2 separate regions of the Dromaius novaehollandiae genome follow, and region 2 is linked to region 1. A link is a contact called in public Hi-C data. All regions are on one chromosome and are shown on one strand. The core of a region is the stretch at or near the end of the contact, and the rest is flanking DNA. Distances in the headings are between cores, read along the strand shown.

Evidence for each region. Hi-C and Micro-C count contacts between places; a contact is called where the count stands out from the background.
Region 2: a Hi-C map of liver shows a contact between it and region 1, with 9 times the contacts expected there. The contact joins the promoter of CSRNP1 here to the enhancer-like site in region 1. A contact is called at or near these places in 2 of 4 Hi-C or Micro-C datasets (brain and liver).

The regions. Positions count from the first base shown.
Region 1 is chr2:6,437,839-6,441,034 of bDroNov1.hap1, forward strand. No RefSeq gene overlaps it. Among named protein-coding and RNA genes, the nearest start is that of XIRP1, 110 kb to the left of the region's middle. Within about 2 kb of position 1,668, at least 2 of the 2 cell types and tissues checked have open chromatin away from gene starts, as enhancers often do.
Region 2 is chr2:6,603,277-6,606,472 of bDroNov1.hap1, forward strand. CSRNP1 (cysteine and serine rich nuclear protein 1) reads left to right here and starts at 1,701. Exons shown (of 5, transcript XM_064505706.1): 1 at 1,701-1,900.

The DNA of each region.
Region 1 (3,196 bases), core at 418-2,917:
GCATTGGGGTGGAGACCGCAGAGACCCCAGGGCAGACACAGGACGTGGGCCATAATTTCAGGAAACACTGTATGTGACCTGGCTAATGTTATGAGCCATTCTTGTCTGAATGCACTGATCCAGCTTGATAAGGTGCTGTGGGAAGAATAAACAGAGAAGCAACAAGAAGTCTCACAGCAGCCATACCCCAGCAAAGAGGAGGGGCAATTTCCAAGTACGTTTCCAAAAGTTTCTGCTCAAAGTGTCATGGCTGTTCAGCTGAGAGGCTGGAGAATGAAAGGCTATAACCGCTACACAGTAGGATAATTTGAAGTTGTAATTCCTAGGACTGTAGCTGAATGATCAGACAGGGGCTGCTGAAGAGCTGTGAGATGAGGTGGGCTGACCTAGAGATCAGCTCTGTGGGGAGGCCTGGAAGCATGGGTAAGCACTGGGGAAGCCGATGTGATTTGCTGTAATTTTATCTCCTCGAAGATGCCTTGATTCTACGCAAAGGATGCAGCTTGTGTCCGCAGTTTGAGACATCACTGCTGCGGGGGGACGAGAGCTCCAGGGGCTGAGCAAACACTTTGGCAGCTCTGTTACAGAGCTGGCGGGCTGGCCTTTCAGGAGCTGCTGCAAGCTCTTGTGCTACCAGCCTCGGGTGAGACCACTGGGGCTGAGAGCAGCAGGGAAGGGTGCATGCATCAGCGGCATCCAGACTGCTGAACCGTGCAGCTCCAGGGCATGGACACACACGACACCCCAAGACTGTCCGTACTGCTAGACTGCGAGCACAGCCCCTGGCATGGGCTAGCATCCTCCAAGAGATGCCCAGGCTCAGTTTGGGGTTTAGCACAGGCCACAGACATTCCCCACAGGCAGCAGCGATGTGGCCATCCTGTTTGAAGGGCAAGGACATTTTTGCGACATAGATGCAAATTGTGCTGTGCCTAACGTGCTCAGAGCAGCCAGGAAGGTGCCAGGGGCACAGTTCGTTTCGCTGCACAATCAGGGCTGGAAGTCAGGGAACTCCTGGTTCAGTGTGTGCTCAAGCCACCTCACGTACTGGTCTCCTAGATATTTGTCTATTCATTTACAACCACCTCTGAACTCTCCCTGGTTTCTGTCAGGTTAACAAGTGCACTCCTTAGCCCTGTGGATGCTCAGAAAATGCAGACTAGGTGGGATCTGGGCTGGGAAATAGCAGCTGTGCACGCTACTTTGCTATGCTTATCTCCTGCAATTTGGGACTTCATTCTGATACTTCTGCTTCGTCCTGATTTACATATCTTGACACTGGTGAAGCCCCATGGCTCTCAAGAACTGCCATCATTTGAACAGTGCTTTGCAAAAATACGAGCTGAGAAATTTCCTTGCGCTCTCTGAGGTTGCTTGGGAAAAATCACTGAGGAACTGCTGCTGGCTACTGCATTACAGCATGACAACGGAGCTGTGTGCAGGTTGGCTTTTTGGTGTTACTACAGAGTTAAAATTGATGGATGATAGGGCTAACAAAATAAAAGAAGGATCTTGAGTGCACTGCCCGGGAAACAGGAAATTCTTCATGGACGAGCGCGCAGAGGTGAACAAAGCGTTAAACCCTGGCAGAGCAGCTGCCGCTGACCTTCTGGTCCCAGCACCGCTAAACAAAGCTCCTGTTACAGCTGAACTTTAGTACCAACTTCTGCCGCCCCAGGGATCCTCGCAAAAGTACATGCCGAGCTGTAATTAGCACAGCGTTGCTCACCGGGGAAGGGCAGAGGCGAGGGAATGGCAGGCCAGCGAAGCCCACAGAGCCCATGATATCCTCTCCTGGAGCGCTCGCAGAAGCTGTCCTCCGCCGTGGCCAGCTCTTGACAGCAGCTGGGAGGCAGCTGCCCACGGTAGGGACCTGGTGAGGTTGTCGTTCCTTGGCCGTGCTCCCGTCTGCACTGTCCTGGCATCCGCCTCCTCCCTGAGCACGCGTGCCCAGGCTATGTCTGCTTGAGGTTTTTAGGTGCTTTTGTAGTGTTCAGCACTGTGCGAGCAAGGCGTACACCCACGGAGAGGCAACAGGGCTCCAGATCTCAATTCACCACTCACATGAAGGGCTGTCCTGGGCTCGAGCAGAGGGTCACCTAGCCTAATTCTTGTCTCCAGCAGCAACCAGTGCCACCTGCTTTGGGAAGACTGTAAGAGGATCTAACACTCCTGTAGCTGAGGACTCCCATAGCTGGAGGATGCATCTAGACCAAGGTGTTCAGTAGCATCTGGTGGATGAATTTTTCTATTTCCACTTAGACTTTTAGCCTTCACAACATACTGCAACAATGAGTTCCATGAATGAATTACGTGTGCTGAGGAAATATGCTTCCTTTTGTGTTTAAAATGTGCCTACTGGTAAATTTACTGAGTGTTCCTGGCTCCTCTGGTGTGGGAAATAGTGAATAGTTGCTTAATATTCATCTTCTGCTCCCTTTTCATGATTTTACAACCTCATACCATATTCTCAGGGAAACTTTATATTTCAGAGGACACATCCAAGTCTGCTCAGTCTCTTCTCACACAGGACCTTCCATAATCCATCCTCGATCCTAGCTGCTCTCCTGTGCTACTTCTGCGGGAGGAAGATTTGAGGCACTTCCCAGCAGAGGACTTCACAGGTGTAATCCAGTCTCTTAGAGTGACATAAAGAGAAACATTTTGAAAAGAAGTCACTTCTAACTCTCCATTGGGGCTGATGCTGGAATTATGGCCCATGGAGAAATGTGCATTTATTTTTCCATGAGACACAACAAGAAGGATGAGGCAAGCTGGACATGAGGAGTTTTGAGTCTCCTTGATTTGATTCAGGCCCCCAAACTGAGAATAAGGAAACCCTGTAAGAAAAATCCTGTTGGTCCACCTCTTCTTTAAAAAGGTATCAAGCTAGTTTTGCAAAAAATAACTCAAAGACTTGTTTCAGAGTCCTCCCATATACTTAAGCCTCTCTGTGACCCTGCATTTCCCTCCACCTGATGATTCACTCTAAAGATTCAGAATTGGTCCTGTGCAACAGCAAGTAAGAATCAGCACACTTAGATGGGGGCAAAGGGTGGTTGTGGCATGGAATAGAGAAATGGCACCAAAAAACCCAAGTCTGGGTTGAAGTAACAATAAAACATGATCTGGACGCTTTCTACACGCGGTTGAGTTCAGCTGCCGTGCTCAGTTTTGTCAGGTTGAGCTTGAAATT
Region 2 (3,196 bases), core at 451-2,950, 170 kb after region 1:
GGGCCAACATCTGCTTATGGGGTCCAACCCCCTTTTGGGGACCCAGGCTTCTACTGGGGACCCAGATCCCTTTTGGGGAACCCAGACCCCCTTTGGTGACCCAACATCCTTTTGGTGAACCCAGACCCCTTTTGGGGTCCCATCCTCCTTTTGGAGACCCAGACCCCCTTTTGGAGACCTATGCCCCTTATGGGGGTCAGTCCCTTCTCTTGGCGTCTAACCCCCTTTGGGGGACCCAACCCCCTTTGGGGGGCCCAGACCCTTTGGGGGGAACCCAGACCCCCTTTTGGGGACCCAAAACCCTTTGGGGGACCCAGGCCCCTTATGGAGGCCAGTCCCTTCTTTTGGAGTCCAAACCTCTTATAAGAATCCAACCCCCTTTTGGGGGCCAACACCTGCTTATGGGGGTCAACCCCCTTTCGGGTAACCCAGACCCCTTCTGGGGACCCATCGCCTTTTGGTGACCCAACTTCCCTTTTGGGGGACCCAGAACCCTTATGGGGAACCCAGACCTCTTTTGGGGGCCAACAGCTTATGGGGGCCAACCCCCTTTTGGGGAACCCAGATCCCTTCTGGGGACACAGACCTCTTATGGGGAATCCAGTCCCTTCTTTTGGAGTCCAAGCCTCTTATAAGTACGCCCCCCCCTTTTGGGGGACCCAGACTCCTTTCGGAGACCCAGAACCCTTATGGGGAACCCAGAACCCTTCTGGGGGCCAACAGCTGCATATGGGGGCCAACCCCCCTTTGGGGAACCCCAGACTCCTTTTGGGGACCCGATCTCCTTTTGGGGAACCCAGACCCCTTTTGGTGACCCACCTCCCCTTTGGGGGACCCTGAGCCCTTGTGGGGTACCCAGACCCTTCTTTTGGTGTCCAAACCTCTTATAGGCACCCAACCCCCTTTTAGGGGACCCAGACCCATTTTGGGGAATCCAGACCCCTTTTGGGGGCCAACACCTGCTTATGGGGGCCAACCCCCTTTTGGGGACCCCCAGACCCCTTATGGGGACCCAAACCCCTTTTGGTGACCCAACTGCCTTTAGGGGACCCAGAACCCTTACGGGGAACCCAGACCCTTCTTGGGGCATCCAAATCTCTTATACGCACCCAACCCCCTCTTGGGGAACCCAGACCCCTTTTGGTGACCCACCTCCCCTTTGGGGGACCCAGAACCCTTATGGGGAACCCAGACCCCTTTTGGGGGCCAACAGCTGCTTAGGGGGCCAGCCCTCTTCTGGGGGACCCAGACCCCTTTTGGGGACCCAGAACCCTTATGGGGAACCCAGACCCCTTTTGAGGACCAACACCTCCTTATGGGGGCCAACCCTCTTTTGGGGGACCCAGACCCCTCTTGGGGACCCAGAACCCTTATGGGGAACCCAGACCCTTCATGGGGCATCCAAACCTCTTATGGGCCCCCAACCCACTTTTGGGGGCCCCAGACCCCTTTGGGGGCCCCAGACCCCTTTTGGGGCCCTTTGAGGTCCACCCCTTTGTGTCCCCCCTCCACACCCCCCCCCGGGGGCCCAGCCCCGCCGCCGCCCCCGCGGGGAGGGGGCGTGTGGGGGGGGGGGCGGCCCGTGGTCCGCGGCGGGTCCGCACCCCCCGCCGGGGCCGCCGGCGCCCGGGCAGCGCCGCCGCGACCGGGAGGCGCCCGCCGCCCCCCGCGCCCGCCCCGGCTGCCGGCGCCCGGGGGGGCAGGAAGCCGGGCGGGCAGGCCGGGCCGCGCCGTCTCCGCGCCCTGTCACCGCCTGCGTCAGAGCCCCGGAGTTTTCCACTGACGAAAAAGGGCAGCGCAGCGCGGCGCGGCTCAGCCCCGGCAGCGGCAGCGGCAGCAGCGGGAGGCGCCGCGCCAGGCTCCGCCGCCGCCGCCGCCACCGCGCCGAGCCGAGCCGCAGGTAGGGCTGCGGGGACCGGGGGGACGGCGGGGGGCTGCGCCTCGGGCAGCGCCGTCGGGGGGGCCGGCGCGGGGCCGCACTCGCTGCCTCTCGGTCGGGGGGTCCAGATCGGTGCCCGGCGCCCTGCCCCTCGGTCGGGGGGGCCCCGGCTCCCTGGCGGGTTCAGTGTCCCGCCGTCGGGGTGCCGGTTCGGTGCCCCTCGGTGGGGCGCCCGGCTCGGTGACCGGCTCGGTGCCCCTCAGTGCGGGGCGTCCCGCTCGGTGCCCCTGGGTCGGAAGGTCCGGTTCGGTGCCCCTCGGTCGGGGGCGCCCGGGTCGGTGCCCCTGGGTCGGAGTGTCCGGTTCGGTGCCCCTCAATGGGGGACGCCCGGGTCGGTGCCCCTGGGTCGGAGGGTCCGGTTCGGTGCCCCTCAATGGGGGACGCCCGGGTCGGTGCCCCTGGGTCGGAGGGTCCGGCTTGGTGCCCAGTTCGGTGCCCCTCGGTGGGGCCCCCGGGTCGGTGACCGGCTCGGTGCCCCTCAATGGGGGGCGCCCTGTTCGTTGCCCCTGGGTCGGAAGGTCCGGTTCGGTGCCCCTCGGTGGGGGCGCCCGGGTCGGTGCCCCTGGGTCGGAGGGTCCGGTTCGGTGCCCCTCAATGGGGGACGCCCGCCTCGGTGCCCCTGGGTCGGAGGGTCCGGCTTGGTGCCCGGTTCGGTGCCCCTCGGTGGGGGCGCCCACTCGGTGCCCCTGGGTCGGAGGGTCCGGCTCGGTGCCCCTCGGTCGGAGGGTCCAGCTCGGTGCCCCTGGGTCCGGGGTACCCGGCTCGGTGCCCCTCAATGGGGGTTGCCGGCTCGGTGCCCCTGGGTCGGCGGGTCGGGCTCGGGGCCGGGCTCGGGGCCGCGCCGTCGGGACCGGGGCGGACGCGCCGCGGCGGCGCCGTCTGGCCGAGCCGCTCCTGCCCGCGGCCGCCCGCGGGGCGCGGGGAGCGCGGCGGGGCCGGCGGCGCCGGGCGGGAGCGGAGGAGACGGCGGGGCCCCGACGGGGCCGCACCGCCCGCGGCGACCCCGCGGCGCTGCCGAGCGGCCCCGGGCGGCGGGAGCTGCTGCGCTCCCGGGGCGCCGCTGCCCTGCCCGCCGGCCGCGTCCAGCGGCGCGGTGCGGACCGCGCTATGTATATATATATGTATGTATATGTATATGTATATATATGTATGTATGTATATATATGTGTGTGTGTGTATATATATATTTATTTTTTTGGAGTTACACTGAATTTTCCCCTTGTCAGTTCAGTCCGGAGCCTGCTCCATCTTTAAGGC